Linked DNA regions of Mus musculus: regions 2, 3, 4 and 5 are each linked to region 1. The links are chromatin contacts, called in public Hi-C, HiChIP or PLAC-seq and Micro-C maps. All regions are on one chromosome and are shown on one strand. Each heading gives the region's core, a stretch centred on a gene start, on an enhancer-like site or on the middle of the called end of the contact. The rest is flanking DNA. Distances are from core to core; before and after follow the strand shown.

Region 1 (5,484 bases), core at 1,117-3,616:
GGAAGTGTAAATAACTACACAGGGGTAAAGAATGCAGTGCTACCACAAGCCCCCGCAGGCTTAATTGGGCAATTCGTCCTTCATTGCAGAAGGGCTGTGAGAGAACCGGGAGACTTAAAGATTTAGGAGTGGAGTGAAGGGCAGCCATGGCCAGCATCCACAGTGTGAGAAGGCCGCTGCCTCCAGCCTTAGCCAACTCCATCCCGACTTTTAGAAGTTATTAACAAGCCCAATTGAACAGACACCTTATTGTAGCCATTTGGCTCTTTTCTCTAGGCTTTGTTCCCAGACCACACACTCCGCAAACTGAGCTGCAGTTCAGATGGTGCCTTCTCCAGAACGACCCTCAGTTCTCCTCCTTTCAGACTGAAGTCAGTGCAACAGCAGCAGGAAGAGCAAACTAAGAAAACGCTTAACTGCACTGCAAAGAGCTGCTGGGCTGGAGACTGCTCTATAAAGCAGAAACCACCTGTGCCAAAGCGCAGGCAGCTCCAAACCTATGTATGTGCCTGTAGCACTCATTCACACACACACACACACACACACACACACACACACACACACACACACACACGCACAGAGAGAGACTCAATTTGGCAGCCTCTCCTTAAGGAAATGCCATCTACTAAATTATTTGACAGGCTTACTTTCAAAATCTGGCTTTGTCTATTAAGAAATAGTCAAAAGTCTCAATGAGCAAAGTTGGGCTCCGTTCCAGTGGCACGTCTATCAAGTCAGCCTAAGGAGGCCAATCCAGATTCCCAGAGGCCTAGGTGGTCACAGGGAGCTGTGCACTGGCTCCTGCGGGAGAGAAGGGATCCCTGAGATGTGAAAAGGTGCGTCACCCACGGGAAGTCGTCTGCTGTCCCCCAGAACTGCCCTCCGTCTGAGGACCCTTGGAGGAGAACCCTGGACAAGCCTTCTCCAGAGGGGTGCACCCTTGTCATTTTCTTGACTATTCCCAAGATTAAGCCCAGTGGAAATGGGACGAAGGGAAAGGAAGGCACGGACCATGAACAGAAGCAACGTGTTTTTTCTCGAGGTTTTTTGCCCCACTTCATACAAAGTTAATGAGTAGGGGAAACAAAACAAAACAAAAACAAAAACAACCCCCAAACAAAAACAAAAAACTCAGGTTTCTGCTCCCCGGCCCTTTCCTAAAATCTCCAGGCTTCCTGGTCCTTCTTGCCCAGGCAAAGCAACCGCCCTCCCGCTCCCTCTTTGCACCTGGCTGCTGCTCGCCTACCTGCCGAGCTGTCTGGGCCTTCTCGGTCTGTCCGGCCAGGCTCCCCTACGCCCTGCTGGCGGTCGTTGTCGCAGCCGCCCTGGTCTAGGCGCGCCTCGGCGCTGGAGCAGCAGTAGCGCAGCGCGCAGCTGCCGCAGCAGATGGTGGCGTCGCCGCCGTCGAAGCGCTCGGGGCACTGGAAGCCGATGCGCCAGACGCCCTGCGCGTCCAGCCAGCCGTGGCAGTACTCGCCGCTGGCCCGCGCCCCCGCCGCCAGCAGCGCGGCCAGCAGCAGCTGCAGCAGCGACGCGCGGTGCCTGGAAGAGGTGGAAGGTGAGCAGCGTCCGCCCCACATGGCACTGCCCTGGGCACCGGTGATGTCTCTAGAGGTCACAGATCTCCCCCAAGAAGTTATGGTTCGGCGATCCCTGGGGCTTTCCGTGAGGAACACTCCCCTCTGAGGCGAAGCCCAGGCTGCAGAGCCAGGGTCTAAGTCATCCCTCCTTGCGAGTGACCACGTCCCTGCTAGGTTCGGCCTTCACAGGGGCATCACAGAAGAAACGTTTCTGAAAGCTTGGCTTGTGATCCGACCTTCTTTGGGCATCCTCGAGGGGACGCCTCGCTGCCGACCAGGAGCCAGGCCGCGGCTGGAGCGTTTCAGCATCAGAGTCCGGAGCTGGTGGCTGCTTTCCCCCTCTATTCACTTCCCCTGCGAGAAGCAGCGAAGGAGGCGGGCAGTGCGCGCAGTGCTCCCGGCGGCAAGTGCAGCAGCGGCCGGCTGCGCTCTGCCTCCGCCACTCTGTGCTCGGTCCTCATGGCTCCGGCCACCGCTCGGGACGCTGCGAGTGCCCGCACCTCCCCTGCAGTCCCGGAGCCCGCCCGGCTGGCGGCGGCCGCGCGGCTGCTGTTGGGCGCCGGGCCAGCGGGCTGCCCTCCCCGGCTCCTACTGCAGCCCGCGTCTGGTCTCCTTTCTCCCTGTCGCTGGTGCGCCCCCGGCAGTGCGCTCCGGTGGGAGCCGCCCACGGAAGTTTCAGTCCCTCGGGCTATGGGAGCAGAGGAGCGCGCGGACACCCCACGCTCGCCTGGCAAGGCTGCGAGCCAGCTCCGACTGCCCGGCTGCGCACCGCGCTCCTCACTTAAAGAGGGGCTGGAGGCTCCCCTGCGCGCATGCGTGCCGAGAGGGCTTTCCCTCCGCCAGGGGACACTCGTAGCCCTTCACTTTCCTTCACCAAAGGTGTGGCAGTGGCCAGGCAGCGGTGCGGGTGAACAGAACAGACAAGTGGGAAAACACGTTTTAAGTCAGCCACGCCTTGGAAGCCAGTTAAAACAAGGATAGCAGAAGTAAGTTTAGTGCGGATCTTCGACGTCCAACATTCCGAGTTACTCTGACAACTCTCCAAAGAATAATTCTTACTTTCCATGTTACAGAGGACTCAGTCATCACTCAGATAGACTTGTCTTGCTCAGCTTTCAACCTCCAGGCCCAGGACGAACACAAACCCTATCTGAGCTGTGGTGCCTGGCCTCCCGGTGCCATGGCACTGCACAGTAAAGAGGTCAGCAAGAAAGTCAATAGGGTCACTGACTAAATTAACTATATTATTTTATTAGTTTTCTTTTCCCCTCCCTAATTTGGTGTGGTGATTGTTGGCGTCCGGCAGAAAGGTGCCTCCGTGTGACACTTGACCTCCTTGGCTTAGACAGCTGCAGCCAGGAAGAAGGCAAGGGTTCAGACGCCAGACATTCTGAGAAGAAACGAATAGCTTCACTCTTGAAGCAGCTGAGCAGGTGCTGATGCTATTAAAGTAACGATGAGTATTTTTAAAGGACCTACTGCGTCTTTCTCAGCTGGAGTCATTCCATGTGAATGCTAAACCCAGCCCCTGAAGGAGGAACCATCACGTGTTTCCGGGCTGTTTCTTTGTGTATCTAATGGAGAACTGGCTGTAACAAGAATACAAGGCAATTTTGTCCATAGCAAAGACATTTTTGAGTTAAACCACTGTAGGGCTCTTAGTGCAACCCTTACCTAAAACATTGAGAATTAAGCCTTCCACTCATCCCAGAAAATATTCACAGAGAAAACTCTTCCTTCTGTGCCTGTGCCCAACAAAACACCTTATTCTTGTCATTTAAGGGACCCTTGCACGGAACCCCAGAGCGTGGCCTGGGAAGGAAATGCTTTACCACAGAGCTCCACTCCAGTCTTGAAAAGACATATTTTAAATGCGCCAAACATCAACCCCTATAAGCTAAGAAATGAACAAAACTCCAACATTGAAGAAGCATTCATTTCATAAGCACATTCCGAATCGAGTTCTGGGGATTCACCTTGGCTCCTCGAACCGTTTCCCTCAAGCAGGGTGGTCTCCAACCCACAAACTAACTAGGCCCAACCCTGATTAGCATCAGAGATCAGATGGGTGTGGTCACAAACTCAAGCAGACTAATGTTTCTGAATTAACAGAGCAGTTGGACTGGAACGGAATCAAGCAAGTAAAAATGATACAACGATCTATAAGCAGCGTTGTGCAGAGCCAATGCGTGTGTGAGCGGTGGGTATGTAGGTGTTTGTATGTGCATGTATGTCTACATATATGAGCATGCGTGTGGCGGCCAGAGGTTGACTGATGTCAGGCCTCTTTCTCAATTATTTTCCTTATTGAGACATGGTATCTCACTGAACCTGGAGTTTACCAAGTTAACTAGACTGGCAGGCTTATAAGTTTGCCTGTGTGTGCCCCCATCCCACCCCATGATAGGATACAGGCCAAAGCCACCACACTTAGCTTTTCTATAGGTGCTGGGGATTCGAACTCAGGTCCTCATGCTTGAATAACCCAGCCTTTACTGACTGATCCAGCTCTCTGACCCTTTACAGGGCCAGTTAAAACACACAGGGTGACATTAGGCTGAGAGGAAAGGAGAGAAAAATATCAAACACTAGTGTTTAGATTTAAGCCCTAAGAGGCCAAGGATTGATGGGTGGAATCATGTAATGGATGGTGACTATGGTTAGCTACCATTTTCTGAACACTTACTATATTCTTATTATATTCTAGGCAGCCATGTTCCTGTGGTGGCTGATATCCTGTACTGAGCATCTCTCAGCATATTTAATCTTCACAGCCACCCATAAGGAAGACATTACTTTGCTCATTTTATTGGTAGGGACAAATTTCCCAGCCCAGGTGGACAGAGGGTGTCAATTTTCCTGGAACCACTCACTTGTTGCCTGACCCCAAAGCCCATTTACCAATCCACTGGTCACCATTCCCAGTGTCAGTAGAAATTGATTTACCTGGTATTCTGGGGGTTAATACTTTTCTAAAATTTATTTTGTTTTTAATTATGTGTAGGCATGTTTGTCTGTGAGTGAGTATGTAACATGTGTGAATTTCAGAGGCCAGAAGAGGCCACAGGATCTACTGAAACTGAAATTACAGGCAGTTGTGAGCTGTTCCTTTGAATGCTGGGAAACTTACTTCAGTCTTCTGCAAGTGGGTTCCTACTTTAAGTATGTTTCTTAGTTGTTGTGTTTGATGCAAGGTATTTGTACTTAGTGCAGACAGCACTTGCTCCATACTCCCTTTCCTTTCCATTTATACGAGTCTCCAAAACACCCATGGTTTATCCAGGGTTTATAAAGAAATTGTTGACCATTTCACACTGAATCGGTCAGATGGTTTGGTAGTACTGTGGTTTAAGGACACGTTCTTGTTTCTTTCCCAAATAGTCAATGATTAGTCTATGAGGATCCTTTGAGAAGTCACATCTCGAGCAGGAACTTAAGTTGTTTTGAGAGTATGGGGCTCTTGAACAAACGTGAGGTGTGGAGCATCAAATTTACTCTGACCAAGATTCCCAAAGCCTTCTGGGGGCTGCTGTTGAACGAGAAGGACCTATGGAGTCTCTCCGAAGGCAAAGTTCTGCTGAGGCAACTTGTTCACACTGGGTTCTGGGTGAGGGCAAGAGGAAGCCACGATGAAGCTGGACTACAGTTTGGGACTTCTTCAGATTGAGGAATTATTTCTTGGAGAGGTGGCTGCAGACCCAGGTCCTTAAGTTGGTCCCGGGCGAATCTGTTCACCATGCCTGTGTGCTCATGCACCACTGTCATATCAGGGTCAGAAAGTAAGTGGTGAACATTGCATTCCTCTTGGTTGGTCTGGACTCCCAGAAGTACTGACTTCTCTCTCCGTTGTCTTTAATGGTGATGGCTACCTGGGAAGTGGGAAGAAGGAGAACACCAAAAAAGG
Region 2 (5,484 bases), core at 1,039-3,538, 250 kb after region 1:
CTGGTTGGGACTACAACAAGGCTGAAGGTAGCGAGAACTTGAGAATCTATCATCAGGCTCTGGACTCTGAGGTGCCTCAAGACAGCCCACTAATTTGGCTAAGGTAAGAGAGGTAATACAGGGGCCGACTGAACCTCCCTCCGTGTTCTTTGAAAGGTTTATGGAAGCCTTCAGGCAGTTCACTCCCTTTGATCCTACCTCAGAAGCCCAGGAGGCCTCAGTGGTCCTGGCCTTTATTGGGCAGTCTACCCCATATCGGAAAGAAACTTCAGAGATTGGAAGGATTACAGGAGGCTGAGTTACATGATCTAGTAAAAGAGGCAGAGAAGGTGCATTCCAAGAGGGAGACAGAAGAAGAGAAGGAACAGAGGAAAGAGAAGGAGAGAGAGGAAAAACGTGATAGAAGGCAAGAAAGAAATTTGCCCAAAATCTTGGCCCCAGTGTTAGAAGGGAAGAGTGGCAGAGAGAGAGAGAGAGAGAGAGAGAGAGAGAGATTGATTGATTGATTTTAGGAGACCCAGGGCAGGCCCAAGTCAGTTAGGGAACCTGAGCAAGAAGATCCCACTTGACAAGGACCAGTGTGTATATTGTAAAGAGAAAGGACACTGGGCAAGGGACTGCTCTAAGAAGAAAAACAAAGGACCAAGGGTCCTAGCTTTAGGGGAGGACCAAGATTAAGGGAGCCAGGGCTCGGACCCCCTCCCTGAGCCCAAGGTAACTCTGAAAGTTGAGGGGCAACCAGTCGAGTTCCTGGTTGATACCAGAGCAGAACATTTCAGTACTGCTACAGCCATTAGGAAAATTAAAAGACAGGAGTTCACGTGGACACTCAAGCACCAAAAAGCGTTTGATAAGATTAAAAAGGCTTTACTGAGTGCCCCTGCTTTAGCCCTCCCATATGTGACTATGCCCTTCACCCTCTATGTGGATGAACGGTAGCTAAAGGTGTCCTGACTCAAGCACTGGGACCATGGAAGAGGCCCTGTTGCATACCTTTCAAAGAAACTTGATCCCTTGGCCAGTGGGTGGCCGGCATGCCTAAAGGCAATTGCGGCTATGGCCACGCTGGTCAAGGACGAGGACAAATTAACGTTGGGTCAGAGTGTAACCAGAATAGTCCCGCATGCACTGGAGAGCATCGTCCAGCAGCCCCCGGACCGGTGGATGACCAACGCCGGTATGACCCACTATCAAAGCCTGCTTCTCACAGGGAGGGTCACATTCGCTCCACCAGCCACCCTCAACCCTGCCACTCTTCTGCCTGAAGAAGCAGATGAACCAATGGTTCATGATTGTCATCAAATATTAGCTGAGGAGACTGGGGTCCGTAAGAATCTCACAGATATTCCGCTGACCGTAGAAGTACTGACCTGGTTCACTGATGGGAGCAGCTATGTGGTAGAAGGTAAGAGGATGGCTGGGGCGGCAGTAGTGGACGGGACCCACACAGTATGGGCCAGCAGTATGCTGGAAGGAACTTCAGCACAAAAGGCTGAGCTCGTGGCCCTCATGCAAGCCTGGCCGAAGGGAAGTCCATCAATATCTACACGGACAGCAGGTATGCTTTTGCGACTGCACGTGTGCATGGGGCTACCTATAAACAGAGGGGGCTGCTCACTTCAGCCGGAAAGGAAGTCAAAAACAAAAGCAATTCTAAGCTTGCTAGAAGCCTTACATCTGCTAAAAAGACTAGCCGTTGTACATTGCCTTGGACACCAGAAGACCAAAGATTTCATCTCAAAAGGAAAGCAGATGGCTGACCAGGTCGCCAAGCAGGCAGCCCAGAGTGTTAACCTTCTGCTTGTAGTTGAAAAGTCCAAAACCCCAGGACCCGGGCGGCAGAACACCCTGGAAGACTGGCAAGAGAGAAAGATAGACTGGTTCTCTAGGATCCCAGAGGGGACTTGCTATACCTCAGAAGGGAAGGAGATCCTACCCCACAAAGAAGGACTAGAATATACAGCCCCAATTCCAGCCTCCTAAGGAGCCCTAAATAACACAAATTCCAGACCCTGCTCCCTGCCAGAGAATAGGTAAAAGGTCACACACACTTCTTGCAGCTCCAGGGCCTGCTATCTGTGAATTCGTGATCCTGGCCTTGTAAGATAACACGAAATGAGTTGACTAGCCGCTTAGCTAGCTTCCGAAAACCGCTTGCACCATAGAAGGAACGATTACACACTGAAACTGCCGACCCCGCCCAGGAACCCGTGCAAATGTGGATCAACCAACCTATACAAAACTGATTGCTCCCACCCTCACCCCCCGGAGTGCGGGCTTGAAACTATGATTGGCCTAGAAACTATGGAGTGGTACAAATCGATTAGCCCGCACTGCGCGGGCTCTTGATGCTATGACATGATTGGTTTGCGAAGCGCGGGCATTGTTGTAACCGCACAAAAGCTGTCCCAATTCCGCACTCGTGGTTTGCAGTCCTCCACCCCTGCCGTGGTGTGTGACTAGGCTCCAGAGTGCCCTGGAACAAAAAGTCCTCTTGCGGTTTGCATCAAAGCCGTTTTTGTAAGTGATTTGGGGTGTCACCTCTCCTGAGTCAGAACGTGGGGGAGTCCTCACTTTAAGGGTCTTTCAGAAGCTTCAATTAAGTTTTGATGGATTTTGGCCTGGACTCCTCCCACCACCAAAAACTGAGCATTCTATGGAGTCCTGTAAGAAGGCTGGCTTTAACAATTACATCAAGTCAGAAAAGAGCAGCCATGTAGAATGTGTTTGTGAGTAACTTTAGGGAGAGGGGAGGGTAGTGTGCACGCTGGTCTCAAACACAACCTTAGTGAAGCACTGTTGTGGATTAGGGGCTGGGGGGGGTCGCGGGGGAAGTTGGGGCTCTAATTTCTGTAACCCTTTCCTTCCTGAAAAAAAGCTGCTTTATCATCACCTTTTCACAGGTATTTCTAGTTACTTCTCCATAGGTACCTAAATCTTTTATTTTTATCTCTTATTCTTTCTCCTTTATTGGGCCTCTGTGTAGCCATCAGAGGACAACTTGTAAGTCTGTTCTCTCCACCCTGTGGATTCTGAAGTTAAGTCATCAGAATTAGTGGTAAGAGTCTTTACCTGCTGAGCCATCTTTCCATCTTAAAAGCATCACAACAAACCTAAATATATCTTGACTGTCTAATTGGGTTTAAAGCATATTCAAGAGTTTTCCTTAAGAGCCCCCCCCCCCCCCCAGTGCTGATGCCCCCACAAGAGGTTGGTGACAGTGAGCAGCACTCAGGGAGCACGGGCCAGGGCCTGTCCTCCACAGGCAGTGTGGAAAGGCTTGTGGCCAAAGGCTCAGAGATATTTTACTGACTTTCTTAATCCAAGTTTAAAAAAAAAAATCCTCTCATCAAAATTTAAAAATCAAAAGCAACTAATCTTTCATCCTTTCTCAATGTTTAGCCAAGTGTAAAAAACTCACATGTAAAATATACTTATCTAGAAACAAGAGGTGTGGAAAACAGACTCACAAGAAGCAAATATCCTTCGTATATTCCTACAGAGTACTGTCTGTCGTGGCTCTTTACCTGCAGAATCATAGCACCCACAGTGTCCGGAAAGCACTCAAATCTTAGGAAATACATTGTGCTTAGTCTGTAAAATGATACTTAGATGTACAAGTTTTCCAGGTTGCTATTGGATGACCAACTGATGTGTTCTTCCGTGGGGAAGATTTATTTCTTCTGCTTTCACACTCCTTGGTTATCTGTAGTTCTTTGTGGAGGGCTGAGGCCATCTGGGCTTTTCCCTTCCCATGCTAGCATGTCCTTTGGTGTCCCTTGTTCAGCCTGTTTTTACGCAGCTATGTTGGTGAGACTTCATGGCTTCTTTGACAAATCCAAGAGACGGAATCTCAAAGCAGACTTCCTGTTCATCTGGCTCTTAACTGTCCTTCTGCCTCTTCCATCATGAATCTTACTCATAGGAGTTGTAATGTGTTGATGCGTTAGTTGGGCCTGGGCTCTGGAACTGTATTTTTATCAGTTGTGGTTTGCTATAAGGATCTCCATCTGCTTTTCCAAATGAAGTTTCCTTGAAGGGTGAGAGCTATACTCATCTATGGGTCTAAGGACACATATTTACAATGTAGTTAGGGATTATACTGGTTTAGTAAGGTGACAGTTGTTGGTTTTTCTCTAAGATCCATGACTTCACTAGTCCTGAATACTTGGCTAGGTTCCAGGCCCAAACATGATGTCCTTCTTGTTGACCAGGCTTTACTACCAATTAGAGATTTGTTGGTTACTGTGTGTATTAGACAAGCACATTAGGAAGTAACACTGAGTTGCCAATCATACATTGGTGTTGTACTAAGGCAACAAATGAATGCACTTCCCCTCAGAGTCTTTTACTAAAGGTGAGTCCAGATTCGAATTCTCTGCTCTAGCATTCCCTCCATCTTCCACCTTCCATCTGAATCTGTGCCCTGCCCCCAACAATTACACTGTATTTTTCTAGTCTGTCTTTTTTCTTTTAGTGTATGTGAATGAGTATGGATATTGGGTGGTATACTTTATCAATCTCCAACTTGTTCTGTTCAGAAAGTCTTTTCTGAACCTGGCTGGGCATTTCAACTACACTGGGTGGCCATCAAGCCTAGCAACTTTCCTGTCTGTTCTTTAAAGTCCTGAGACAACTGATGCACATCCCACCCTGATTCTAATGAAAGGAGAATTCAGGAATTGTGTCTATGTCTTAGTCAGGGTTTCTATTCCTGCACAAACATCATGACCAAGAAGCAAGTTGGGGAGGAAAGGGTTTATTCAGCTTATACTTCCATACTGCTGTTCATCACTAAAGGAAGTCAGGACTGGAACTCAAGCAGGTCAGGAAGCAGGAGCTGATGCAGAGGCCATAGAGGGATATCCTTTACTGACTTGCCTCCCCTGGCTTGCTCAGCCTGCTCTCTTATAAAACCAAGACTACCAGCCCAGAAATGGCACCACCCACAGGGGGACCTCCCCCTTGATCACTAATTGAGAAAATGCCTTACAGCTGGATCTCATGGAGGCATTTTCCCAACTGAAGCTCCTTTCTCTGTGATAACTCCAGCGTGTGTCAAGTTGACACAAAACTAGCCAGTACACTCTACTGTCGCTCTACCTACTGGCCCATCTCTCCAGCCCATGTTAATTTTCTTCCTAAGAGTTTCCTCTTCTTCTTTTAGGATTCTTTTGGATTTTTTTTTTTTTTTGAGACAGGGTCTCACTATATGGCTTATAGAGATTGGCCTGACTCTGCCCCAAAGTTACTTTGGTTACAGGAGATTCCTTTCAAGAATCCTGTTCTGTTCTGTGCTTTAATAGTACTTCATCTTTTAAGACATTAGGTATGGGCCAAAGAGATGACTCAGCCTGTAAAGGCACATACTTACTGTCAAGCATAACAGCCTGATCAGACCTTGGAACCCCCATGATAGAAGAGAATTACCTTAAGAGAATTACCTTAGCCTGAAGTGAGTCTAACTGCCCTATGTGTCATGGC
Region 3 (5,484 bases), core at 1,429-3,928, 220 kb before region 1:
ATTTAAGTAGATCAACAGGGTCATTATTTGTATTTAGCTGACATTGAAGGAGATAATGTCACTGGCCTTTTATAAACTCTGATATCACTTAGGAACACTGTACAGCAGTATCTCAGAGATGAGACTGGTCTGGATAGAGAGAGCATCTGGGGTTATCAATGTAGCAACTATATAGGACTTGAAGTGTCAATTTACTTACAACAGTGTGTATTTTGGTGTCTTCTTAATATCATTAACCTGGTACAGGATAAGGACCTTTAACCTGGGCATCCACCATGAAGGTCTGAAATTGCTACTACTGAATAAAAGAAAGTCTAGCAGACATAAGTGAAACCTGAAGTAACAGAATTTGGCTGATAGCCCGTGAAGATCTGCCACTGTCCTGCAAACCTAAACCAAGCAGATAACCCCCCTCCCATATTACTGCATACTTATACACACACACACACACACACACACACACACACACACACACACACCTCCTCCTCCTCCTCCTTAATATTCTGGAACATGAAGAAAGGTTTAGCAGTGTCCCAGCTTCTGAGCTTCACATTTAAAAAACAAAACAACTTACAATTATGTATAAATTACCCTTTCTAATCCAAAACATCTTGGAATCTGAGTGTTTGGAATTTTTAATGTGTTATATATATAGTTTCACATATAAAGTTATTTCACAGCTTTATGGAACCACTCGTATAAGACTTTGGGATAAATGTTGCTCCAAATGTCAGAATCCAGATCCTCAGAGATTTCTTAGTCATTAAAAGCACATTTTGTCTTGCAGAGGACCCAGGTTCAGTTCTCAGCACCTGCATGGTAACTCACAACCACCTGTAAATACAGTTTTAGGACATTGGGGGCCCTCTTCTGGCCTCTGCAGGCACTAGACACATGCATGGTGTGCATACATGCACACAGGCAAGACACACACATAAAATAAATCTAAAAACAATTACTGCTAGCATCTCTAGAGAACAACTGCCTTACACCATGTCAAAAGGAATCCATCCAAGTCAGACCTATTGACACAGGCTTTGTAATTTCAGCTACTTGGAAGGCTGAGGCAGGAGGATTACAAATTCAATTCCTATTAGGGCTACAAAGTGAGTTCAAGGCCAGCTTGGGCAAATCGTGAGACTTTGTTTCAAAGTGAAAAAAAATGAAAAAAAGTATGAAGAATATAGTTCAGCAGTAGTGTACCTCCCCAGCATACACAAAGCGTTAGGCTCCATTAGCTCAATACCACCTGCTCTCACACAATACATCCAGTGACCCAGCCTCTTAAAAACGGAACAACTCAAAGATCTCTCAAACATGTTTTTGGGTTAGGAACATGACTCAGTGGGTGAAGTGGCTTGCTGCACAAGTGTAAGGGCCTGAGGTCTTTTGTGACTACCTAAAACCATGCTGCGGTGACACACATCTGTAATGTCAGTCCAGGGGACTGATCCCTGAGCCTTGCTGGCTAGACAGTCTAGCTGAGATGGCCAGCTCTAAGTTCCATAAGAGACCTTGTCCCCCACGAAATAAGGGGGTGACTGATAAAGTTGCTCAACACTGACCCCTGACCTCCACATGTACAGTGTATATGTATGCAGTCATAGTAATATGTGCACACACATATATTTGTCCCCCACACACATGGTGTTCTATTGTAAACACACACACACAAAAAAATGTCATTGTGGTAAAACTTCTGACAGCTAAGCTCTCTTGTTATCTATGTGCCTGCCTTGGCAGAGGTGGCTTCTTGTTTCTTGATATGATTTGAAGTAGATGGACAGAGGCACAGAAGGCAGTCTGCCTGTAAGCCTTTCTGTCAAAGATGTGACGACCCCCCCCCCCCCATCACACACATGTAGAGGCCATGCAGTCTCTACAGAAGCCCTGCAGCCAGTGGAACGCTAATATTGGAGCATTCAGGGGAAGCTCTACCATGTTCCCATCTGGGATTGGCAGTTGATTATAGCATCATGCCCTGCCCAGGAAACTGCATGCACAGGCTGGGTGTCAACCTGTCTTAAGAGCAGTTCATAGAGCCCATGAGTATCTGGGTGGGTCCCATTTTGTGTTAATAATTGTTGGGCAGTCAAAATGTCAATAAGAAAACCATCCAGAGAGACTTCCCATGGGGCAACAGGAAAATTACCTTGAAACAGAATCTTCTGAAGTCTATTTTTCTGGTCTCATTATTCAAGTGAATACTCTGGGCCTAGGATCTGTGCTGCTGGCATAGAGTGGGGATGCAGATAAGGAATCCTGCACTGCAGACGGTGAGCTGACTGCGGGTGAGGCAGAGCAGGTGGCATTTATTGCCAGAAATGGTGCTTCACAGGGGTCGTGGGTTGGAGCTTCCGATTTCCAGGGTGAGATGGGTTAAAATAGGTGGGTGAACAGGAGCCATGTGGAGTGGTGAAGGAGGCAGGAGGAGAACAGGTTGGTGAGTCCGGAGAGGCCGGCACCTGTCTTTCCCGTTCACACTCAGTGTCTATCCAGTCAGATAAATGTTAGGGTTAGTGGAGGCCTGGGTAAGGCACGCAGGAGGTTTTGTGTTTCACTCAGAAGATGGCTGTTAGATCTAGTTAGCCATGTGCTGGCAGTGTTCTCTGAGAGGCCAGTCGGTTGCTGCTGGTGCATAGAGCTGTGAGTTTATGAGCACAAGGCGGAGAGGGAATGGGGCAGGCAGGAGGCAGGCCCAGCGGCAGAGAAACAGCCATCGGGTGTCCTCGGGGATCCCCCTGCAAGATTCACAGTCCGCTTTGAACTTTATAAAAATAGACTCTTACTGCCTTTTACATGTGACGGTGGGAGCTTTTTTTTAATGATGTTTTTGCAGCTGTTTTATCTAAGAGGATCATTTATAAATACCCAGCATTTTAAAAAAACACATTTAGACATTGATGGTTTTAAAATTGAGAATTCGAAACTCTATAAAATGCTTAAGTTTCCTTGGAATAATAATTTTTTTTAAGTCCAAGTCTAAGAAAGAATGTAGCTGAGTGAAGGACCTGGAGGACCGTGGGATCTGGAGAGGTCAGCCACGGTTCCAAAGCTTGATGCTCACTCCCTCCCCAGCTGGCACTGGGGAAACAAAGCCCAGCAGTATGGGGCAGCTCGCCCAGCTCCTGAGTTAAAGCCTCATGAATCCCAACTTGCTCTCCTCCCTGTCGCACTGGTTGTTTTTATTTTAGAGATCTTCTCTGACTGCTCTAAGGACAGGAACTATTTCTTAGCTCTTTTTGCCCCTGACAGGACTAAACAGATTGAACACACACAGTAGAGGCAGACGTGCAAGACTCTGCCGGTTGGTGGTTGCTGTTTTGCATTTTTGTCTTTTAAACTATGAGAGATATCTTTAGAAAGGTAACATAAGTGTTTCCCACTTTGAGGAAATGGCTTTCTGATCTAACCTAACTCTTCCACAGAAACTTATGGAGATCTGTGTACATAGACACACACACACACACACACACACACAGAGAGAGAGAGAGAGAGAGAGAGAGAGAGAGAGAGAGAGAGAGAGAATCCTCAGTATGTATTAAATTTGCCTACCACCATCTTTTGCAAGAATAACGAACAACTTTAATTGCACATCTTAAGCACACTGCTTCCTTTTCCTAATTTTTATCTTGCCTATAATCCACAGGTTTTTATCCTTGTGAAATTGACTTCTCCAATGGGTCCTTTTTCCCTGGGAGTTTTCCTGCCTTTTAAAGTTCTTTTGTATTTTTCTTCTCTGACTTCTCTTTTTCTGCCACTACGTCTGAGGTTCTCAACCTTCCTAATGCTGCGACCCTTGAATACAGTTTTCATGTGTGGTGACTCCAACCATAAAATTACTTTTATTGCTATTTTATAACTGTAATTTGCTACCTTTATGAATTGTAATATAAATATCTGATATGCATATGGTCTTAGGTGGCCCCTGTGAAAGGGTCATTGACACACACCACCACCACCACCAAAGGGGTCATGACCACAGATTGAGAACTGCAGCACTAGAGACTTACCTAAAACTTTCACTGTCTTATTTTCAAAATCAGTTCTTTTGGGCTGGGGAGACAGCTCCATCTCTAAAGTGCTTGCCAAGTAATTGTAAAGGCTTGAGTCTAGCCCTTGGAGCAGGAGCACACCACATAGAGCCAGCTGTGGTGTGACTCACCTATAATCCCGTGCTGGGGAGTGGGAGAAGATCCCTGGAGCTTGCTGTCATTTTATCTGAGTCCATGAGTTTAGTGGAAGACCCCGTCTCAGAAAATAAGGCAGAGAACAATTGTGGAATACACTTAGCATCCACACTGGCCTCCACACACACGCATACACATAGGGCACACATGAACACATACATATGTGCACACCACAGACTCATACACACTCCAAAATTAACTCCGAAGGATTTAATTGATTGTGCTGGTCCATCCATTTTGTCTCCTCTCTATCTGAGTGGTGCAATTCTGAGCTGGTGGATTTCATTGCTATTTAGTTAGAAATGATGGGGTGTCCGAGTTCAAGAGTGGAGGCTGTGTAACAGGTATCGGGACAGCCTGTGGTTCGGGAAGAACATGTTCTATGGCAGGAGTAGACACTCATGGCATGAGACCATGCGAATGGCTGGTGCATCTAGAGCACGATCCACACGTGGAAAACCATTGCCAGCATTTGGAAGCCATGCACCGGCTTGTAGAGAATCCAGAGCAGGACACAGCCTCCTCTGCTCCTCCCTAGCCCTAGCCTTGTCACACCAGCTTTGGAAGGAGGTGTGGTTTTCAGTCTGGTTTAAAGCCCACTTACGTGCATGAGATCAATGTAATGTCCATGTTAGCACACATGCTCTCTTGGTCCTGGTGTTGGGTTCTGCTGCCTTTAAGATTAGTTCAAATGGCTTCTGCTATGTGCATCATATCAGGAAGCCTGCCTCTTTAGTGTTTCTGCTTTCAGTGGTAAATTATGTCTGCTGCATTCTGACTATCAACTTAAACAACTAGACTACTTTCTGACTGATGTCCTAGGCTGCTGGATTGCCCTCTGCCCCTCCAGTCTCAAGCCCTGATGGGCCAAGCACCCTTAAAGCAAGCCCAGGCAGAGGGGTGAGGTACAGCAACCCAGCCTGGGTTTTTAAGCCAACAGAAGGCAATACAGATTCATCCTATTAAATGCCGTTTATGCCTCCAGAGCCTGCCAGTAAAATATCGATTAAAATATTGGCCTCTCTTTAGTCCAGGGATTATAGGATGAAGTTTATCACCTCTCTGGGAACAAGCCACATGTTGTTGTGGTAATCTTTTTGTCAGCCCCTTGCCAATTTGAAAGTTGTTTTTTCATAACATGGGCTCTTAACTACAAGATTTTACTCCTTGTTAGCCTCACCGTAGAGTTTTCTTTAATTCTTTTGAAGGTGTTTATTAGTACGGCATACCAGTTTCTTTTTAATAATGGATCATTTACATCCACTGAAATTAACCCTTTCTAGTGCACACTTCT
Region 4 (5,484 bases), core at 1,326-3,825, 200 kb before region 1:
TGAAGATAATGCCACACAAGTCTCTACTCTGGAGGCAGGGACAGGCAGCCTTGCTCTCAGCCAGTTGTATACAGAAGAGCAAATGGCTCCCTGCCCCAAAAGAAGACCCGGCTTAGTATCTGCCCATGGGCATCCCTCCAGGAAAAGAGTCCTCAGGTTCCGCTACTCCAATTATGCTGATGGGTGGCCAGGTCAAGGAAGGAAAATGGGATTAACCAATCCATAAGTCTCTTCCCCACACCTCTCTCTCTTCCTCCCTCCCTCCCTTCCTTCTGCTCCCTCTCTTCCTCTCTCTCTCTCTCTTTTAAATACTTTTTATTTATTATGTGAGAATTCTATGCATCTCTACAATGTGTTTGGATCAAATCCACTCCCACCCCCCCTTCTCCAGCTCCTGCAACACACCACCACCTCCCCTCGCAGCTTCATGGGTTCTTTTTTACTAACTCAGAGTCCGCTGAGTGCTGCTAGTATAAACATGAGGAAACAGCCACTCACTGGAGTAGCAGCAGCCTACCAGAAGCTATATTCCTAAAACAAACGAACAAACAAGCAAACAAAAACGGAATCTCTCTCTCTCTCCTAATTCAGAATCAGCTTCCAATCAGCTCCTCGGGTAGGCTGGAGTTCCTTTTCTCTTTGGGGGCTAGAACAGTGGTTCTTAAGTCATGGGTCACAACTCCTTTGGGGGTTGAACGACACTTTCACGGGGGTTTAATTGTTTCACAGGTATTGATGTATGTGAGTAATAATGGGATCGACCCATCGACTCCTACTCACCATCTAGGTTACCATCACTGTCCACCCTCTTTATAAGAAAACCAAGGTATTGGGACATTAAGGAACATCTCCAGAGTTGGACACTGGCCAGGTCAATACTGTAAACCAGATACCCTGGTACTGGAACCACAAATGCAAAGGTTCCCAACCTTCCTAGTGCTGTGACCCTTTAATTCAGTTCTCATGTGTGGTGACCCCCAACCATAAAATTATTTCCATTGCTACCTTGTAACTGTAATTTTGCTACTATTATGAATAGTCATGCAAGTTTCTGTGTTATCAGATGGTCTTATGAGACCCCTGTGACCCATTCAACCCCCAAAAGGGGTCATGACCCCTGTTAAAAACAGCTGCTCTAATGGCATATAAAACTTCCAGAATGTGTGTCACTGGGAACCGTATCCACAAATACAGAACCAGGTGAAGAAAAGTCCAGCCAGTTGTTTGCTAAAGGAAAAGGTAACATTCATTTATAAATACAATTATCTGAGTATAACCCCTCAGCTTGGGGGAATGGGTGTTCAGCAAAGGATGCTCACACCAGAAACTGTTATGAAGCGTCTCGTGTCAGGCCCAGATGTCTAACACCGGACTCAGCTATGGTTTTCAAGACTCATGCCATGCCTTAAGAGGCACATGCTAAAATAAGAAGATGAACATCTCCAGTGGAACACTGTCTCAGCCGTCGAGGCATCATCTGAGATGGGTCACATCTGTATTGGACTTTCCCACCTCCAGGCCTTTCAGCTGGCCACTGCGAGACTGAACGATGTCATGGAAACTCAAGGCAATGAAAGGGTTGCCCAACGCCTCACATAATAAAAAAAAATGCAATCTGCTTAGCAGGGTGCTTTAGTTAGAGATTGCCTATGGGAATAACAAAACTTTAAATATTTTGCTTCGTGAAAAACAACCAGTCGTTGTTAAACGTGTGTGTGTGTGTGTGTGTGTGTGTGTGTGAGACAGAGAGAGAGAGAGAGACAGACAGACAGACAGACAGAGACAGAGAGAGACAAAGAGAGACCTCAGAATTTGTTTTTATCATGGGAGTGACCAACAGTGTGCATGAAGTGGGTTCTCTGATGGAGATCTCCAAGGTCAGTGGCCTTATTCCTCACCTATTGCTTCGGGCGATGAAGGGTGCACAGCTTTGAAAGATGAGATGTCTGTTAAATGTGATCCAACTTTAAAATATAAATAAACCCACTTTGAGATCAGAGTTGGATAAGTAAATTAGAAAGTGCACTGATTCTAATGAGCTTCTTATTTTCCTATGTAAAGTATAAACACAAGGGTTTTCTGTGCCTGCAAGTGGAGCCTCAACCTGAAGGAAAGAGTGGCCTGTGAGCCCTGGGTCTGGGCCCAGCCTATCCATCCTCACTTAGGGGAAATGTTAAACAACAAGCTTGAGGTGTTGGGTGGTACATTTGCACCAGTGGTATCTGAAAAAATGATTCCCTGGATTTCATTATAAGTCTGAACATTCCCATCTTCCACGCTGAGAATTTCCATGCCTCCTCCATTTGTGAGAGAAGGAAGTCTTTATTCTCTACACCTTTCCAGTGGCTGCCACCACATTCAGGCGACCCAGCTGTTAAACTGTTATAGCAAATCACGTGTGCAGAAAAGAATTTTAATAGAAGGTAATCTGTACGATTTGGGTAGAGGGAAAGGTGAGTTGGGGAGGGGGTTGATTTAATTAGAGATGGGTAAGATGACTGTGAAACCTTTACAGTTCGTGAAGGCTCTGCACTCAGACTGCCTTGCACATTTTCCCTCACTAAGGCTGAAACCTGAGGGTAGGCATCTGTGGCTGGAGCGCACTGCTGCTCTGGGGCAGCTGTGTGCGGTGGGGGCAGGGCACTCCAGCCCAGCATTCTTGGCGGCAGAAGCAAGTTTTGATGGATGAATGTACACTTGTGTATTCTAACTTAAATATAATATTTATATATCAGGTTTCACTGCTCTTTCAATTGTAAGTGACTGACTGCAGGTCAAACCTAAATCATTAGATGACAGAATTGTAACAGATTGGTAAAATGAGGTTTCTATAAATGCATTAAAACCATAATCTCAGTATTGGGGGAATATTTTAAAACTATAATATATAATTTGGAAGAAGTTCATGGTGCCAGTTTCCTTATAAAACTCTAAGTGCAGATTATTAATATAGCACATTTGTCAAGACATGACCTAGATTCAGATTCCGTTTATCACCTCATAACAAGTGGTTGTCACATAGGCTTCATGCTTTGAACCATACAGGCTTGTGAGCCCCAAAGGCCATGCCAACTTACGCACCTAGTACTAGAGACTTTGACAGAACACCTTGTTCAATTGCAGAAGCTTTGGGGGCAGGGTTAGTACAGATATTTAAATACTTGTCTTTACTTTCAGTCATTCTCTGAGGAGGCGTGAGGCATGGAGATTGATGTTTGTATAAAGTTTATTCTTGTCTGGGAAGACGTGTTACTAAATATCACAACTGGCGTGAAAAGTGTAAAGATAGTAATGAATGTGCCTGCTTCAAACACTACATTTATTTTTACTTTTTCCCCAATTGGTATTTTTAATTAGCATGTAAGATAACGGGTTCTGTTATAACATTTCCCTACAGGAATACCATGTTCTCTTCCGTGATTGTCCATTTCCCTCTGTTGTTCCCCTTCATCCCCCTCTTTTTCCTTCCTCCCCCAAACATCCCCCTTCTCCTTTTATGTCATATATGGATGCACATATATTTAAATCAAAACTGCACATATGAAGAGAACATGTACTATTTGACTGTTAGTCTATTTTATTTCTCTGAACATGATGATGTCCATTTCCATCGCTTCTCTACAAAGCGCATATTTCTATTTGTTTTGATTTTGGTCCCTGTGAGCCGTCCTCCTCTCTAGGAATGTTGGGGGTGGGAAGCCAGGCTGTCACAAGAGTCTTCTCATCTCTCCTGAGACTTAAACCTTCTTTCCGTAGGTGACATTGTGTAGGGGTGCTAGCAATCAAATCCGTGATCAAGAATAAACCTCTCTTGTCTCTATGTACCTTGTTTTCTGGATGGAAGTGTTTGTCCATTGAAAGTTAGCTATTCTGCTTATGCTTCAGTGTCTTGGCTCTTGTCCATAGTACTACAGTGAACTGAGTTGTGCAAGTACCCTTGCGGTGTTCACTTGGATTCCTTTGTGTGTATGCTGTAGAGAATGGTAGGACCATGTTTGTAATTTTTTGAGGAACATTCCAACTGACATCTATAGTTGCTACACTGAGTCCCTCACAAATATCCTTGTTACAAACACACACACACATACACATGCACACACACACACTCCCACCAGCAATGTGTAAGAGTATATCACAAACATCCTTGTTGAAAAAAACCAGATATATAATGAATACACACATGGGGGCAGGGTGGAATAAAACAGGCAGACAGATGATAGTCATCTAACTAGAAAGAGAGAGAATCTCAGTGGAGACTGGTTTTCTTTGATGTTGGAGAATAGACCCAGGTCCTTGTTGAGTGTTAGGCAACTATGCTACTACAATATTTAGAAGCCACCCTAATTTTAGTTCTGGCATATTGCCTGTTTGTGTGTTGTTATTCTTTGGTATTGATCAGATTGAAGCTAGAGATGCCTAGTGTATAAGCACTGACTGCTCTTCCAGAGGACGGAGGTTCAATTCCCAGCATCCACGTGGCAACTCAGTGCTGTTATAACTCCAGTTCCAGAGGATCTGAACCTTCTTCTGGTCTCTGCATACAATGAATGTGCAGGCATTTATACAAGCAAAACACTTATACACACAAAGCATTTAGAATTTTAAAACAACTCACTGTTGACCAATTTCCTATAATGAGTTTTGTAGCTTTACATATACCTAATGGAGCAATTAAATGGAATCAATCATCTGCCTTTTGAGAGCTAGTGTATATGGCTAGTTTCTTCATTTATCCCTGGCTCACGGAATCTGTCAAGGACTTTCTGTATACACATTCTAAGTCCAAAAATGTCTCAACATAAACTTTCTCCATTTTCTTTTTGCCGTGAGCTGACATTCTGTTTACTTCCTGGGGCTCCTGGGGGAGGGAGCCTCTGAACCTAAGAGGCCTTGCTACCGAGCTGCCTGCCCTGGGATAGAATCGGGGTCTCACTTAAGTGTCTTCTTGACTTGACGTATACAAAAATGAATTCTGTGACCCTGGAAGCATAGCCTTCATCCACGGGAGATTCTAGCATTAAATAAATATCTAAGCAGTGAACCAGGGGTGCTCTGAGGCATTGTCATTTGAAGTCTCCCACATGGTACACACAATGCACAGAAGGCACCATTTCTAATCAGAGTGTTGTCCTAATTACTGAAATTAGCCCCCATCTAATCTCTTTATCATCCAAAGAAGGAGAACATCACAAAGAATGGTTATAACTAGTGACTGCCTGAAAATGATATGACCCCCAAGGGACAGAATCAGGACTAAAGCAGAGGACTTTCCCCAAGCAGTATTTGATTTCTTCCTCTACACTGCTACACATGGGGAGAACGTAAGTTGAGTCCATGCCGTATCTGGTTGCTAGCTGTAGACAGATAGCTGGTGCTATAATGAGAGGTGTGAACTAAGAGCAGAGTTCTTTTATAAAGCTTAAGTGTAACTTATGTGCCAGTGAATTCGCCCCATTGGAGGACAGAGCTGAGTGGTTTCAATAG
Region 5 (5,484 bases), core at 1,192-3,691, 180 kb before region 1:
TGCGACCTGGTGCCTTGTCTTCTCTGTATTCAGATTTCCTCACTGTGAGGTGGGAACAGGAGTTCCTAGGGTGCCAATGAAGTTCAAGGGAGCCGATCCATCGGGGTTGTTACAGGGCCTCGGCATCCTAGCATCCTCATATCCCTCTGTCCTTTAGAAAATGAAGATAAATGAAGATAGGGATCCACTCAGAAAGTAAGATCCATTCTCAGGAAACAGTTACGATGGACCGATCAGGTGCTCCCTCAAAGGACTAATAGTCTGTGAGTATTCCTTACCACTGTCTTCCAGCCCTGAGCCAGGTCTGAAGTATGCTATCATGAATAAAACCCATATGACATTTGGTCATATGGGGGTAGCCAGAAAATGCAAATAAATAAATAAATAATAAAGAGTGTGATAGGCTAAGAGAAAGGTGAGTATAATGGGTACACAGAAGACTAAGTTTTCTCCTATGTCATTTTCAAAAGTGGAAGTCGCACTTGTGTGCTGTGATAAAAATGGTGCCCCATATAGCTAACAGCACTCCCACCGTCTGCCTCTGCTCTGAGATCAACAGGAACCATGGGGTCCGGCCTCTCATGCTCCCTCTCAAGTTCAAATACATGTATAGGAATGCACTGCTTTGTGTGCTCTTACGGAACCTGAATCCTGTGCACACCACTCCCTTCTTATTGTTTACTTGTTCTATAGGTTTGCAGTGTTTGTGCCCACGTTTTCCCTGTCCAATATTGACTAAGGGGGAGGAAACTCTTCCAGAGTTAAGACAGGGCTCTGCCTGGCTCCCCAACCACCTTTCCTAGTCTCTGTTTCATTTTGGCTTCTCAGTCATGTAATGTATCACCTGTAGGGAAGCTCCTAAAGTCCACCACCTCCCTGTCATGGCTCAGAGCCCCTCCCCGTATCACACCTTTGCTTTTTCCCCTTCATTTTCCCATCAGTGTTTTTGGAAGTGCTTAATAATTCACAGATCTGCTACAGTCACCTGACCTTCACCTAAGAGCTTTATTGTCTGGGCTGAAATGATGGATCAGTGGGTAATGTGTTTGCCAAGGAGCCCTGGTGACCTACAGCAACCCCACATAAACTGTAAAGTGAGTGCCGACTCCACAGCCTTGCTCTTTGACCTCATACATCATACACAACAACGATTTGCTTAAAAAGGATCTCAGCTCCTTTGCCTTCATCTTTGTCATCCATTGCCAACAACACTATACAAGGCAGCACTTTTATAAACCAGTGTTTTTATCAATGGAGAATTAATTTCTAGGAACAGAATTTTAGAAAAAATATATTTTGGGTTTGTTTTTTTGTTTGTTTGTTTTTCTCTTAATTCATATGGCCAGGTCAAATGGGGGGTATGCAACAATTTGTCTCTGAAAGCAATGTCTTTAATCCCAGTTCATTGTCTCAGAGCCATTGACTGCTAGTGGCGACCTAGAGCAGTAAGACCCACTGAGGTTGAGCAGTGGCAGTCGCTCCTCCAGACAGGAGCCTGTACATTCAGCCAACAGTTACTGCACTTTTGGCAGTCAGGCAGGAGTTAAAGCAAAGAAGGACCTTTCTCCGAGAAGGAAAAGCCATTTAATAAGTTTGGGTCAGTTTGCTCATAACAGCCCTATGTTTGAGGACCCAAACCCCAGGAGCTTGGCAAGCGGCAGTGCTTGGCAGGCCTCCCACCAACCCACCAAGTCTGAGGCTGCCCAGCTCTGGGCTTTGGCTTGGTTCATTTAAGAGCATTCCTGGTTAACAAGGAAGTTAGAGCCGAGCAGTCTCTTCTCCCATTAATCCAGAAGAGTAAAACACAGTGGCCAGCAGACACTGAGAGCTGCAAGTCGGGAGCAGACCATCTGTTTGCATAGAGGGTGGAGTTTGGTCTACAAATGTGAGAGCCAGTGACCCACCAAAAATGACCTTGGTGTTCAGGAATTGGGTGGTGCTGTCTTTTATATATGAATTAGCATTTGTATATGAATAAGTGGTGTGGAAGCCTGACTTTATAGTGTGTCAGAGAGTCATTGTGTACCTGCCTCACAAGTAAACAAAATAAAAACTAAGTCCGTTGGTATAAATGTTTAAAAATATACTGCATTTTCATACACTTCCCTCTACCTATGGAAATCTTGCCAAGATGAAATCAAGTTTGAATTTTTAAAGGGGAAGAAACAAACAGCTTATGGGTTTTGAAATTATAAGGTGGACTGGAGGAGGGGGAGGCGGGATGAATTGTTTTGTGTATTTTGGGTTTCATTTTCCTCTACCAAAAAAAAAAAAAAAAAAAACATAGTTCCAATCAAATAAAAAGGTCTAATCGCCAGCGAGGGATTGGTAATTGGAATGCACATGAAAGGTTGAGAATGAGTTTGTTTACACTTGTCAAACCCCAGCAGCACCTGCAAATGATAAAAATGAGGGCAAACACATCCAGACTGTGAGGAGCCAGGTCTGTGCCAGCTGAACTGTGGAGCTGCAGCTGCTTGGGAAGGGGGAGCAGTGGAGGAGACAGGATATCAAAGTCCCCGCTTTCAGTGACCACGGAGGCTTTGGTACCTACTGTCCCACACATCACTGTCCCACAATCAATCCAGACAAAAAGGACAAGAACTCTCTTAAAAACCTTTTTCCCTTCTTATTAGGTATTTTGTCCTAGCTCTTTAAAACAACTCTTCAGTAATTTGTTTTTATAGTAGATGGCTGTTTGTAGGCTTAACCATGTGAAGTTGCTGAATTTACTCCCCGTGCTACACTGGCCCTGTAAGAGTTAGCCATGGATACGGCCGTGTGGCTGCAAGTGGATTGTTATTATTTTAAGGGCTGACGCTTTCTGAGCCCCATCCTCCCCAGATAGTGACCACATAGTCACAGTTTTGTACACCAGACTAGCCAAATACAGCCAGGGGTTTTCCACAATGTGTTACTGACAGTCAGGGTCAAGTGAGGTCATTGTTGGGGGTGGAGCACCTGGATGCTGTAAAGGTGTTCAACAGACTCCTTGGCCTCCCGACCAGTCCATGACAATTAGCATCATCCTATGTCAGGAGGTGACCGTGGAGATCTCCATACACCGTGAAATGCCTCCTCCTTGGTAACTTGTCCCTAGTTGGAAACTGCCTCAGTTATATAAACAAAACACGGATGTTTTGAGAGCTCAAAGCACTGCAAGAGGCATAGGTGAGCCTCTCTTTGCTACTCAAAAAGAACTATCGGAAGTAATGACCATGTGTAGAGTTTACACCTTTGTTTTGTAGTCATGACCTTTCGATGTGAGCCTTGCAGGGTTTGAGGGCTTTAAGTTTAGACTTGGATTTTGTTATTGTTTTTGTTTTGTTTTGTTTTGTTTTTCAAACAAGAGTCTTGCTGGGTAGTCCAAGCTGACTCCCAAACTCTGAAGCAAGGGACTTTCCAAACTTCCCTGTTTTGCAACTTGATTTTTCTTTTCGGTGGTGTGCCTGGGAACTTTCTTATGCATGCCGCTTTGTATTGCTCTTCAAGATGGATTATTGTGCTTATTTAAACGAATGAGTATTCTACAGCAATCATCATATAATGTGTACAGTTTCTATATTTCAAATAATGTCAAAGCAAACACTTTTATATTTTTTGTTGAGTACCACATGACTAAAGCTGTAAGATTTAAATAACGAAGTGAAATCCTCAAGTCAAAGGAAAGTACTTTGAACACTTGTCAACAATGCAGAATTCCTAGCTAGGGATTGGAGCAGCTAGTTTTTCACTTTGTCAAATTTACGTCTTTGTTCACTAGGTTGGTGAAAAATTATAACCTCATGGGAGGAGAGGCCTGTTTAAAAATGAAATTTCAAGCCAGACAGTGATGGCATATGCCTTTAATCTCAGCACTTGGGAGGAAGAGGCAGGCAGATTTCTCTGAGTTTAAGGCCAGCCTGGTCTACAGAGTGGAGTTCCAGGACAGCTAGCACTACACAGAGAAACCCTATCTAGTGGGAAGAGAGAGAAAGAGAGAGAGAGAGAGAGAGAGAGAGAGAGAGAGAGAGAGAGAGAGAGAGAGAGAGGAAAGGAAGGAAGGAAGGAAGGAAGGAAGGAAGAAAGGAAGGAAGGAAGGAAGGAAAAAAGAGAAAGAAAGACAGAAAAGAAGGAAGAAAAGAAAGTGAAAGAAGAGAAAGAGAGAAAGGGAAGAGAAGGAGAGAGAGAGAGAAGTTGGGTGGTGGAGTGCTAGCATAACCTAAGTTCTGGGTTCATTCCTAGCATCACAATTACAGAGCAGAGAGGCTGGCAGTCCAGCCAGCTACTCTGCCTCTACAACCTTGTAGTTACTCAAACCCAGGTAGCCTGTCTTTTTCTAGAAAAAAAGGAAGGAAAGAAGGAAGGAAGGAAGGAAGGAAGGAAGGAAGGAAGGAAGGAAGGAAAGAAAGACAGAAAGAGAAAGAAAAGAAAGAGAGAAGGGAAGAAGCAGGGTAGGGTCTGATCCTGCTGACTTGTAAGACAAAGCTAGGAATTTGGCTTTATTCTCATAATGCTTTCTCCCATGTTTTAAAAACTCTTTCTCTTGAGCCGGGCATGGTGGCACATGCCTTTAATCCCAGCACTGGGGAGGCAGAGGCAGGCAGATTTCTGAGTTTGAGGCCAGCCTGGTCTACAGAGTGAGTTCCAGGACAGCCAGGGCTACACAGAGAAACCTTGTCTCAAAAAAACAAAAACAAAAACAAACAACAACAACAAAAAAAAACCAAAACCTCTTTCTCTTGTATATAACACATGTTTCAGGTTTTGGTATCTGCTGGGTGTCCTGAAATTTAGCAAGTGTAACAGACACACAGTACCACCTGCTCCATTTCTTTGTGTTGTCAGGCTTTGATTTGTCTTTAGTTTTGGTGGCTTGCTAAAGTCCTTCTCGCACCGTTTCACCACTTCTAAACTTTAGCCACCAACCTCTGTTCTGATGTCCCGCTGGAGAGAAGTAGGAAGCCATGAAGCTGACTTCCCTTGGCAGACTAATTGCCTCTTCTCATTGAATATATTGAATTAAATTTATAGCATCTCAAAATTGAGGCTGGGGAGAAAATCAGTGATAGAGCATATCCTGCACATGCATGTGGCTATGGACTTGGAGAATGCTAGCAATAGTAGTCAATAAATAAATAAACAGATTAACACCTATGTCAGCCTGCTTGAATGTTGACTGATTCACTTCTATGTGCTGTTCCCTTTCCTGAGTCAGAGGATCCATCTTTTCATTTGCACAGTGAGGTTTTAGAAACGTTTCTTATATAATATGAAGAATTTTGATTCTTTTCCACTGCTCACCTGTTACAGATCTTGCCACCTCTTCTTCCTCTTGAGAGAGGACTCCTGTGATGGCACAGTGGGTCTCCATGTGTCCTGAGTTTTCTGCAGAATGGCCAATCCTCATCAGCGTTGATTGCGTCTTATTTTAGTCCGTGTTCTGTTGCTGTGGAGAGTTACCATGACCAAGACAACTCTTATAAAGGAAAGCATATAACTAGG

The links. A called contact is a pair of places that touch in the nucleus more often than the background predicts. HiChIP or PLAC-seq counts read pairs in DNA pulled down with a chosen protein or histone mark.
Region 2: a contact with region 1 is called in a Micro-C map of embryonic stem cells, with 5 times the contacts expected there. The contact joins the enhancer-like site here to the promoter of Shisa2 in region 1. A contact is called at or near these places in 2 of 39 promoter capture datasets (both in liver), 1 of 484 Hi-C or Micro-C datasets (embryonic stem cells) and 2 of 9 other capture datasets (adipose tissue and pancreatic islet).
Region 3: a contact with region 1 is called in a Hi-C map of nephron progenitors, with 2.6 times the contacts expected there. The contact joins the enhancer-like site here to the promoter of Shisa2 in region 1. A contact is called at or near these places in 5 of 39 promoter capture datasets (3T3-L1-derived adipocytes, the C10 cell line, the HPC-7 cell line and 2 more), 5 of 484 Hi-C or Micro-C datasets (cerebellar granule neurons, cortical neurons, embryonic stem cells and 2 more), 10 of 115 datasets of contacts at active chromatin or transcription factors (craniofacial prominence, double positive thymocytes, embryonic forebrain and 6 more) and 3 of 9 other capture datasets (adipose tissue, embryonic stem cells and liver).
Region 4: an H3K4me3 HiChIP or PLAC-seq map of embryonic limb bud shows a contact between it and region 1, with 3 times the contacts expected there. The contact joins the enhancer-like site here to the promoter of Shisa2 in region 1. A contact is called at or near these places in 12 of 39 promoter capture datasets (the C10 cell line, the HPC-7 cell line, HPC-7-derived erythroid cells and 7 more), 6 of 484 Hi-C or Micro-C datasets (the AtT-20 cell line, cerebellar granule neurons, cortical neurons and 3 more), 6 of 115 datasets of contacts at active chromatin or transcription factors (craniofacial prominence, embryonic forebrain, embryonic limb bud and 3 more) and 2 of 9 other capture datasets (embryonic stem cells and pancreatic islet).
Region 5: a contact with region 1 is called in an H3K4me3 HiChIP or PLAC-seq map of embryonic limb bud, with 5 times the contacts expected there. The contact joins the enhancer-like site here to the promoter of Shisa2 in region 1. A contact is called at or near these places in 9 of 39 promoter capture datasets (the C10 cell line, HPC-7-derived erythroid cells, embryonic stem cells and 4 more), 6 of 484 Hi-C or Micro-C datasets (the AtT-20 cell line, the G1E-ER4 cell line, embryonic stem cells and 2 more), 7 of 115 datasets of contacts at active chromatin or transcription factors (astrocytes, craniofacial prominence, embryonic forebrain and 3 more) and 3 of 9 other capture datasets (adipose tissue, macrophages and pancreatic islet).

What each region holds. Positions count from the first base shown.
Region 1 is chr14:59,622,163-59,627,646 of GRCm38.p6, reverse strand. It overlaps Shisa2 (shisa family member 2), which reads right to left and starts at 2,366. Exons shown (of 2, transcript NM_145463.5): 1 at 1,247-2,366. The coding sequence starts at 1,580. It also overlaps the pseudogene Gm18073.
Region 2 is chr14:59,367,490-59,372,973 of GRCm38.p6, reverse strand. No RefSeq gene overlaps it. Among named protein-coding and RNA genes, the nearest start is that of Phf11d, 4.7 kb to the right of the region's middle. Within about 2 kb of position 2,288, at least 15 of the 459 cell types and tissues checked have an H3K27ac peak or open chromatin away from gene starts, as enhancers often do. A contact at or near this core is called in embryonic stem cells, where this site is marked.
Region 3 is chr14:59,844,420-59,849,903 of GRCm38.p6, reverse strand. The region is part of intron 26 of Atp8a2 (ATPase, aminophospholipid transporter-like, class I, type 8A, member 2); the gene reads left to right. Among named protein-coding and RNA genes, the nearest start is that of Shisa2, 220 kb to the right of the region's middle. Within about 2 kb of position 2,678, at least 10 of the 459 cell types and tissues checked have an H3K27ac peak or open chromatin away from gene starts, as enhancers often do. A contact at or near this core is called in nephron progenitors, where this site is marked.
Region 4 is chr14:59,824,737-59,830,220 of GRCm38.p6, reverse strand. The region is part of intron 26 of Atp8a2 (ATPase, aminophospholipid transporter-like, class I, type 8A, member 2); the gene reads left to right. Among named protein-coding and RNA genes, the nearest start is that of Shisa2, 200 kb to the right of the region's middle. Within about 2 kb of position 2,575, at least 5 of the 459 cell types and tissues checked have an H3K27ac peak or open chromatin away from gene starts, as enhancers often do. A contact at or near this core is called in embryonic limb bud, where this site is marked.
Region 5 is chr14:59,803,313-59,808,796 of GRCm38.p6, reverse strand. All of the region lies in intron 26 of Atp8a2 (ATPase, aminophospholipid transporter-like, class I, type 8A, member 2), which reads left to right. Among named protein-coding and RNA genes, the nearest start is that of Shisa2, 180 kb to the right of the region's middle. Within about 2 kb of position 2,441, at least 39 of the 459 cell types and tissues checked have an H3K27ac peak or open chromatin away from gene starts, as enhancers often do. A contact at or near this core is called in embryonic limb bud, embryonic stem cells and pancreatic islet, where this site is marked.